Linked DNA regions of Bicyclus anynana: region 2 is linked to region 1. A link is a contact called in public Hi-C data. All regions are on one chromosome and are shown on one strand. Each heading gives the region's core, a stretch centred on a gene start, on an enhancer-like site or on the middle of the called end of the contact. The rest is flanking DNA. Distances are from core to core; before and after follow the strand shown. Region 1 holds the start of LOC112051408 (zinc finger protein 813). Region 2 holds the start of LOC112051406 (vesicle-trafficking protein SEC22b-B).

Region 1 (5,280 bases), core at 714-3,213:
GTATGCAATGCTATTTTAAAGATAATTATGTTTTGGACAGTGAATTTGTGCTATTGTATAATTATGAGATTCGTTTTTTTTAGATACATACATAATTTTTGTTATTGGTATGACGCCTCATAATTGAAGCTTTGTGAAATCTTTGATTTGATTTGATGATTTGAACACTGTAACAAATTTTCTACTCATGAGACTTAGATTTTTACTATGTTTTTAGAGTCTAAAAATATGCTTAACATCTGGAATGGATTGTATTTAAGCTCAACTTATCTAGCTTTAAGAAAATGAGCTATACATACATTTGGGACAATGTTCACAGTTATACTTATGCCCGGAGTGTTCTTTATCCATATGTTTCGAGTACCACTTCTTAGATGTAAACTGTTTCCTACACACTGGGCATGCTAACTTTTTTGCCTCATCTAATACAGTCACATCTGTTTTACATACATTATTCTTTCTTGTTGCAACTCTTTCTGGCACACCAACTGTTATATTATCATCTCTTTTTGGTTCAATCTTTACAGAGCTTATTGTTGTATCAAGTTTCAAATTGCTGTTTCTTTCTAATTCATTATGGATGGGCAAATTACATTTTTCAGTACTTTGTAATAACTCAATTGTTTTAGTGGGTAATATTGGTAAGTCTGTAGTAAGAATTGCACTTTCATTGCGATTATAGTCTGTCTCATCAAAAATGTCCTGTTCTGTGTAATTACTCACACCAATGGATAGTTTATAATCTGGTAGAGTCAGTCTTAGTCTATTTGGTTCAGTTAAACAATTCTTTACAGACTCAGGCTCAATAATGATGCTCGTGTCACTTCTTGAGGCAATGTTCTTAAGAGTTATGTTAACATTCTGCGCTTCTTTTATAAATGTGAAACAGGACTCTATTTTTATAGTGCAATCATAGCAGAACTGTTTGGGTAGCTTTATATCTTCCATTATCTGAAAAATAAAGTTTAACTTCTGAGGACAAATAAACCAAAATATACCTAGTAAATGAAGCTCAACAAAAACCCTACCTCAAGTTATGGACTGAGGAAGTTACAGTGGAATTCATAGTCATTGTAAGGGCACCCCAAGGGGATTATTCACCCACCGGGTGTCAAATTTGAAATCTGTATTTGAGAGTAGGGTTAATACCCTACTCTCAAATACAGATTTCAAATTTGAAATATTAGCCACTTTATGTCACAGTGGTGATGTGGTGGTGTGGTGCTTAGTGGTATAAAGTTGTTTGTGTGGGCTTTAATAATTTAAAGCCCACACAAAGTATAAGTGGCTAATATTTCAAAGAACACTGAACATCGAAGTCAGATTTCATTTTGCTTGCAGACCATAATGAAGTCTGAGTGATATCACTAATAAGAAATGTCTTCTCTGTTTGTATGTAAGAGCTAAGCATATTTTTAAACGAGTAAATAACACTTGCTAGAAGTACTGTGAAATGCACAGAAGTATCTATTTCTGCCTGGCATGCTTAGCTGGTAAGAAGCCTTGCAATATTTCAATGTAAATGGTATGGTTGCTAGTAAAATCACAGGCTTAATAGATTGTTATGCTTTAGTTTGCAGATTATTGCTATGAATGGGCCCTGGCGGTCCTATGGTGAAATGGTGAACGAGGAAATAAGTCGAAAAGCACAATCTATTTGTTAAACTATGGTATTTAGATTGAAGAATTATACTTTAATTTAAATACCTTAATATTGGTACAGAAACAAAACATTTCCACAGCTCTGGCGTCAAAGTTTTCTCTTTCCCATGAAGCCACTTCTTTCATACAACTGCGACATAAATTGGATATGTCCATGACTTCTAATTAACAGTTTATCGTCAAAACGATTATGTAGAGAATTCAGGTAAGTGCGCGACTCGAATTATTCAAAATTTCACATTTTACGATCTCTTATACAACTCTTTGTTTACAAACAAAATCAATATTGAATATCCTACAGATTATATAATCCACGACCAGTGTTACCAACTCTCCAAAATATTTATCCCTAAAGTTGGTGTCAAAAACCCCTAAAATCGCCTTAATTATTGAGTTGTCCCCCTAAAAAATATAAATTCATAATAATTTAGAAATAATATGCTGTCATATGTTTCAAAAGTCTATATTTAATACAGACAAAATACTACGTCTTTATCTGAAGATTCAGATTTTTTGAAATCATACATGTTGACAACAACAAATTTACCAATTTTTTTTATTCGGTGAAAATTGCCTCCGATTGCCTCAGAGTGGTTGTAGAATAACGTATTATATGTCGTTATAAGTCGCTAGGCCAAGAAAGAAATATTAAAATTATCATCAATTTAAAAATATTAAAGAGTCAAAAAATCCCTGAAAATACCCCTAAAAATTTCAGACCCCTAAAAAAAATCCCATTTCACTTATTTGCCCCCTAAATCTGGGGGGAAAACCCCTAAGTTGGGAACCCTGTCCACGACAGCGACGTCAATTTGACATTTTGACAATGACATAAAAGCATACGCTAAAAAGCTATGTGAGCCCACAGCATAAATAGGCCAAAATCTCAAAATAAGTTTATATTTATATTTGTATAGGCTATCTATGGCTAAAATAGACTGCAACAGCTGCACAAGTAAAAAAAGTAGCAAGTGGATAAAATCCATGAAAATTTTTTACAAATATTGTAGGTAGGTAATAGGTACCTATAATGAAAATGAAAGTATTACGTACATAATTAATATTATGTTGTATACTTTCGATTGATCTTATTCCTTTGACTAGTCATTACTGGGTCTGAGTCATAATCTCATTGAAATCCTACCTCTCAAATAAATAAGGATTTGAAATCACTTAAGTACTCGTACGTGAAAATAAATAAATATTGAAATAGGTAAAGAGTACGTATATAAGTATGAAATAAATATTTAAAAAAAGGTAACTTAATTAGGTACTTGTCTACATAAATGAGTAAAAAATTAAAACAAAAAACCCCTAACGATGGTTATCACACAATTAGTTATATTCGTATCTGTTCATCATTTTAATCTTTTGCATAATTTCATACATTTTATTGGGTCAAGGAAATGAAACATTGTTTGGTAATTTCAATTCATATTTAATTTACTGGCGGCGTGAAACGTTTGGTTTCTGCAAGGTGAGTACGCAGGGCGTCCAGTCCAGTGCCGGTTAGGGGAGAGACTTCTAGAAGGATGGGCTTGTTTTGCAGTTCGTTGCTTAGTCGAGTATATTGAAGCATTAGCAAGGCTTCGTTGCGCATTTGCCTGTACGCTGCGTCCATTTTGCTCAACACTAAAATAAACTGTAAAAAAATCCCTATTTGAATTTACAGTAGAATTTCAAATACAACGGATAAAGTTGAGGGTATTTTCTTACATTTGTGACGAGAGACCATCGCGCTATGATACTGATTTTTTTAAATTAGGGCACCTTTGCCTAATTAAAAAAGGTTCCTACCGTAGCTGCAGTCACACCTGATGGTAAGCGACAATGTAGTCTATGGTGGAATGCGCTTGCCTAGAAGATGCCTATTCACTCTTGACTTGATGATGTAGTTAATCCTGTATGTATTAAGTACATCATCAAGTCAAGAGTCAAATCCAATCGTTTTATATTTTTTTATCAAGATAAAATCTCTTATTTGCTTATTCGTTAACTATTACTAGAAAAAAGTATTAGGTAGGTAGGTACTTGATGTATTCGCTCTTCGTAGGTAGGGATAGTAGGTACGTTACTCTGAAGATTATTACTTACCTTAGCCTTCTTCAGCTTCGGTTCAGCCAACAATGTGTACAGTAAAACAGCAGTCGCGGAGATTTGGCATAAGTTTGATGTGTCAACTACGTAGATTACCTGGAAAATACAATAATATGGTTAGCGCGGTAGATGAACATGAGATAGTGTACTTTTTGTTGTTGTACTATTGTTGAGTACCTCTCCCAAGTATGAGCCCTTAATATTATGGTGGGTACGTTTAGGGAAAACACAAAAAACTAACATTAGAAATACTCAATTTGCTCGACAGATAAAGATAATTTATGGCTATTTTATTTCTATTGCTCGAGCCACGAGCGCGATTATTAAAAAAAAAATACAGTCCTGACTTAAATTACAGTCAGGGTTATAGTTCTGAAATGTAAAGATTTTGCAACCATTCATTAAGAAAAACATTGTGTATGGATGTTTATTTAGTGAATTACATAATCTTTTGCTTGCCTTCTCAACACCTTCGAAGTAATTGCTCCAGAGTGGTGCCATTACACCGCCAACTTCCCGAATTGAAAGCACTTGCTTCTTCCCAGCTTTGTTCAGATGTTGGATGTCGTAAATATTTGTTCCTATAGTGGGCACAGGACTGTAAGTGTAGTCTATCCCTTCAGCTTCTTGTAATTTCTTGAGTAAAGTGGTTTTACCGGATCCCTTAGGTCCTAAACAAAGAATCGGGATATGCTTTTCAGGGTCCTCCATTTTTTTAGTATCGTACTTCGTTTGGTCAATAAAGAGTTGGTAGAGCAGATAGTACTTTATTTCAACTACTTGTCAAAAGATGTCGCTGTATCAACATACTTTTGCGTGAAGATATTCTGCCAAAGAGTCAATTCAACTTTTTTGAATTTTCCATGTTTTGTTTTATACACAGAATAAAGATTATCCAGAATGAGTCTATACAAGCAGCGCAGTGAGGCCGGTGAAACCCATAAAAAAACAAACGTTTTTTATAATTTGTATTTCAAAATTTACCATTAACGACAATTACGTAAATCAATAATTGTCTATAAAAATTACTCCTATCTTTTTTTTATTATAATAAATATACTTAAACAATACACATCAATAATAATTACTCCTATATTTCTTTAGTTTTTGTAAACAGTTTTTAAAGTATTTAAAAACATAATCTTGAATAATATTGGAAATTACTGATGCGACACTTCGTGTGGTACTGACTCGAGAATATATTAGTTTTTGAAACGGCTTCGACATCGTCGTGTTCCGTGCGCTCTATCTGCCTATTATTCTTTAATCTGTGTACGTGCGTAATCTTTAGTGCGTGTCGGTCAAAGCGCAGTGTGAGGTTCCATAGTTTAAATTAGCATCATACACCATTAAACCTGTCACACCCACAATAATCATATCAATCCCACACTTAATAATACTGTACCTAATACATATATTTATCAAGACTACATATTTTGCCGTCATTTTAAATATAAAATAAGGTTTTTTAATACTCTCTTCTAGTCTAGGGTTCCTTGTGGACTGCGGAACCCTAAAAAT
Region 2 (5,280 bases), core at 1,698-4,197, 290 kb after region 1:
TAGGCAAAATGTTTGAGCAAACATTTAAAAAGATGCTCGAAAATTAAAAAATATTTTAGTCGAATTTGATGTTGTTAAAAAAATCAAAGTTTCTATAAATTAAATAATGTACTTAAAAATTTTTCAATGTAAATTTTACCAGCACCTCGTGGGAATTATTGTTAAAATTTATTTTAATTATTGAGCCTAGTCTTAGTATCATAAAATTCGTTTATATTAATTAAAGAATTAAATGGTTATTATAGTATGCTAATCGTTGTAACTGTTTTGGTATCGATAGTTAATCGGTACAAGATCCCAACACTAGTGAAGATCAGTGACGTCAAACGGGTGAACTAGCTACCTTGCTACGTTTGCTACATTTGCAAGAACGAGAGGCATGCATCTAACTATTTAAATCTTTGTTTAAATTATTTCGGACGTCACATTTAATGACCGATTGTGTAATGCACGAAAATTTGTAAATACAATGTTAAAATAATCCAAACGCACACCCTCGCGGCCCATGGACCGTGGACGATAGATAGGTGAAATATGAAAATATTTTGCTTGAAAGCAATGAGAAGGTTAGTGAATTCGGTATTAGGGGAGGGCGCGGACGAAACACGTTTTGTCTATTTCGATGTATTCTTATTCACTAGTTAATGTCCAGTAATTCGATACGTAATTGGTGAAAGCGTGTGGATTGTTTTATTTTGAGTGTCATTTTCAGAGTTTATAAATTATATATCTGTGCGGCTTCTTGACGCCAGATGGCGGTAATTTCTTTAAAATTTTACAACCTTTTTAGTTCTGAGAGTCATGTGCGTTAGTGATGTTTTACGTTACAGTTGCTTTTAGATTTATGCAGATAAAGTCCGATTATTTTAATTATTTTAATATTATATGGTTAATTTAACAAAATACTGTATTTTCTGCCCCCTAGTTAAGTTATTTTTCTATGTATAGCTAGTTGTAAGTGTAAATGATTTTAGCATATAAATTTGATGCATGATGATAATGTTAATAAAATATCCACAATAAAATACAAATGTCTGTTTTTGTCAAACACCCTGATTTTCATTAGTAAAACCTGACCACTAAACTCCTACCGGGTTTCCAACTTTCCCTGCAGCACGTCACGCCGTGTCGCTACATAAACCTTATCTATGCATATCTATCTGAAAATTAATTTGAAAAAGCAAATGGCAGAGCGATATCTTTTATTATTCTTTGACAAGAAAGCCCTTGACTGCGTTTTCAATATTGTCATACTGTTACTATCGCGACAACTTAAACGCGAATCTAAATGGAATTAAAAAAGTTGTGCATTAGTGCCACTAGATGACGCTGTTTCAATTCCTTAAAAAATCACGGTTACGTTAACGCGATCGTCACAGTATCAAACTGCCATTAGGCTCTTATTTCAAATTATGATGCAGTCAGAAATACAAGTGGGTTTACTTGGAAAAGGCACAAGTATAGTTGACCCGTGCCTCAGAAGATTTCTACGCGAAATCGTACCGGAACGGTAAATAGCTTGGGAGTACGTCTTTGCTTTGGTAACTAGCCATGGACTAAGATAACCTTACTTGACCTGAGCCAATTCAGAAATTATAAAATCCCAAACTGACCCGAACTGGGAATCTACCGCCAGAGAGGTCGGCAAAATGGCGATGACGATTCGTAAGGAAAAATAAATATATCTACAATTCTATCAGCTATGCTCAACCCTACCTATGCCCAACCCATTTAACTTGATCACACTTGTTAATCGTTAAACGTAAATATTGAATTTAAAATACTACTTTTTAACAATTGATAATCTGATAAAACATCATTGCTTTCATTTTATCACGATGACCATTTTATAACATTAAGTGTGAACACCTTACGTGGAATGCGCTTGCCTAGAAAATTACTATTCACTCTTTTCTTAAAGACAATATTGTAAGAATCAGGAAGCATGTATTTCCGGAGGGACCCTAGGCTAGGATCGAAGAAATGAAGGCGGAAAAACCATTTTCGTACTTACACTAACAGCTTCCAGTATGTTAGAATTTGGCTTAGCAAATTAAAAAATAATGTGCGCGATGCTAGACATATGTATTAACTTAAACCTGCAGCTGCCTGCGTGAAAGGGAAGCCAGGGAGAGTGGTGCCGTAACGCATTACGTTAAAAAGCGGCACAACCTACCTTCAGAAGTTATAAATTCAAAAATATCGGAGAGCGTTCCCAAAATGGTACTGCAAATATTGAAATAACTCCGCTTCATACTTGCAATTTAGTTTTTTGAATACAGGTAGTAATAATGTCACACGTATGCATATACATATATATAGGTGTCAAAGCACATAATTAATTAGAGTTTTTAAAATTGCCGGGTGATTTCAGTAGCCAAACTCTAAAAATACTCTATGGTACCAGCCATTAATTATTACAAAGAGGAATTAGATATGGAGATGCATCGCACCCGAGGTGCAGTAAATGTAGACTATGTCCTTACACTACACACAACTATAAATTTGATTCGCAATACACACACGTGTCATTTTTACACATCCTATCAATCACGTCACTACTCACTTACACTCGTTACACAGAAAATTCCATTGCTTGATCGATATTTTGCTGTACCTTCAGAAGAATTGATGTTAGAAATACTTACAAATGAAACGTAACTTCATCTTTTAGTGAATTACATGTTATTGACCGTTTTTGAATGCCATTCAACTAAACACACCGGCATTTTTAAGGAAGTTTTTTCGAATATTGATTCTATTGGAAGTTTTTCTGTCACGTTAGGTATTTGATCTTTGACAGAGGGGCGACATCTAGCGAGTTTTAGTAAACTCCTATTGTAGTTAGTCTGAGAGTTATTATTACTCGGTTGTTTCTTCTGTGCATCACTAATATTTATTGTCTATGACTCTTTGCCATAGACAAGCTGACGTGTTTTTGTCCTGTCAATGTCATTCGTCTTGACGTGTAAGCGCAACTTTCTGTGAAATTTTATGTGCTTGGAATTCACTTTGTTTTCTAATTTATAAATGATGACAAGGAACAAATAGGTGCATTAAAAGGATATAATAAAGTGTATAATTTTGTTAGTAATATAAAGGACATTTTAAATCGGCAATATGGTTTTAATGACAATGATTGCCCGAGTAGTCGACGGGCTGCCTTTAGCGGCTACGATGCAAGACGACGAACAGGTGATTATTAATTTCTTGGCATATGTTAATCTAAATAGTATGTCCTACATCCAGAACAAGAAATTAGTACATATCTTTACGCACTCCATCCAAAAACATGTGTCTGTCAGTGTACAGGCACCTTGGGTAATTTTGTTTCTCAGTGTAACTTTAATAGAAAAAGGCATTTAATTCATGTTTTTCTTATAATGTTGATGAACAATACTTCAATATTAATTTAAGTTACTTTATATAACTGAATACATTTATTAAGTTTAAAGAACTTATTTTCAAGAATGTCAAAGTTACCCAAATGTGTGGCAGTCCCATTTCATTGCACTGTATTTAATTTCAGTTTTTAATTTTAATTTGCGGTGGTTTTCAGAGTGGTTGCAATGTATTGGAGTATCAAAACCAAGCAAAAATGCTGTTTAGAAAGCTAACTCCCCAGTCACCAATTCGATGCTCCATTGAAACTGGGCCTTTTCTCTTCCAGTGAGTTGTGCTTGTTGCTTTTCTTTTTTTTTCGCTCATTATACACTTCATTCATTAAATTATACCTACCACTTAAATATGGTTGCTTATTATATTTTATTTCAAGTTTTAAGAGAAATAATACAATGTGGAACTTACTACTACTTAGCAAACTTATCCTAATAATCATGTCCATGTGGAATGGTGGCAAGAATACTGGCTGCATTTCAGTCCTGGACCACCAGGCTGATCCTTTGCGTAAAAAATGAGCCAGCCCTTCTGTCACCAGTTGAGGCAACTAGCTGCTGTAAAATGACAACAATGTTTTAAGTTGTACAGCACATACAACTTTGTAAATCTTACAAAGTTGTATGTGCTGTTGCATCATTTCCAAGAGGACTGCCTGTGGAAATGATGCAACAATTTTCAAAAAATAATTTGAGTTTCACAATAGTGTGTGTTGTTTGTAACATATTATTTAGAGATAATTAAATAAGTATTGAATTCTTAAGTGAAAGTCCATCACATACTTATTTTTAATTAATATCACTAATTAAAACTATTTAGTGTCCAATGTTTTTACTTTTTATTATTTTTCAGCTATTTGATAGAGAATGAGATATGCTACCTTGTGTTGTGTGAACGAAACTACAGTAAAAGACTAGCATTCAGTTACTTAGAAGAGATTGCACAGGAGTTCTATCATCAATACGGAAAACGAGTATGTTCTGCATATTAATTATCAGTTCTATATTTAATGACACACTGCCATGCAATGCCAGACCTGTATTCTAACACAAGACGGGAGCTCAGACCACTCTGTTTTAATAAAGGCATGCAGGTTCAGTGTGATAATATTTGACACTGTAAGTCACATTCTAATTATTGTTATGAAAGTGATTGGAACCAATAGGCTAACATGCATGGTTAAGGTGGTAAAGGACACCAACACCACCAACTTCCCAATACTGGATACTAAAAATTACATAGAAGACTTGATATTAGAATTGTCTTTTTAATTCAGATAAAATAAGACAGATAAACAGGCAGGATAGATTTAATAATCTTTTATAAACATTATCTATATATTCATGATTGTTCAAAATCTGAAGCAAGTAATTGTCAAGCAAAAAACGGGTAAAAATACCTATGTAAATGTATAATAACTCATGTAGTTAAGTATAGAATATGTAGACACTAGAAAACAGATCTCATTATTTCTTAATATGCCAGTATTTTAACTGATTCTGTTTACAACTTTAAGGTGAACACAGTAACAAGGCCGTACACATTTATCGAGTTCGACACGTGGATGCAGCGCACACGCAGGCAGTATGCAGAGGGCGGCGCGCGCGCACGTAAAGCGGGCGCCGCCGCGCAGCTGGGCGGTCAGCTGGGTGACGTGCAGCGGATCATGATGCAGAACATTGATGACGTGCTGCAGAGGGGCGCGATATTATCAGGTCATTATTATCATTAACAGCAAACGCCCATAGCTGGAGTTGCTGCTACTGATTTATTTATTATTTGGACCACCAACAAAATTAAATGTATACAGAATTAAAAAAAGAGAAAAAAAAAATCAACAATAAAAACAAAGAATTACTCAAAAGTTAAAAGGAAAATGTAAAT

The links. Hi-C and Micro-C count contacts between places; a contact is called where the count stands out from the background.
Region 2: a contact with region 1 is called in a Hi-C map of whole body, with 4 times the contacts expected there. The contact joins the promoter of LOC112051406 here to the promoter of LOC112051408 in region 1. A contact is called at or near these places in 2 of 2 Hi-C or Micro-C datasets (whole body and whole larva).

Annotation. Positions count from the first base shown.
Region 1 is chr4:18,476,869-18,482,148 of ilBicAnyn1.1, forward strand. LOC112051408 (zinc finger protein 813) reads right to left here and starts at 1,964. Exons shown (of 6, transcript XM_024090036.2): 1 at 1,708-1,964; 2 at 300-951. The coding sequence starts at 1,818. LOC112051411 (ADP-ribosylation factor-like protein 16) reads right to left here and starts at 4,586. Exons shown (of 3, transcript XM_024090040.2): 1 at 4,219-4,586; 2 at 3,757-3,855; 3 at 3,069-3,304. The coding sequence starts at 4,470. The coding sequence ends at 3,101.
Region 2 is chr4:18,764,144-18,769,423 of ilBicAnyn1.1, forward strand. It overlaps LOC112051406 (vesicle-trafficking protein SEC22b-B), which reads left to right and starts at 2,948. Exons shown (of 5, transcript XM_024090032.2): 1 at 2,948-3,195; 2 at 3,560-3,669; 3 at 4,249-4,369; 4 at 4,913-5,111. The coding sequence starts at 3,121. LOC112051403 (ecdysone-induced protein 74EF) reads left to right here. Exons shown (of 10, transcript XM_052891429.1): 10 at 1-1,031.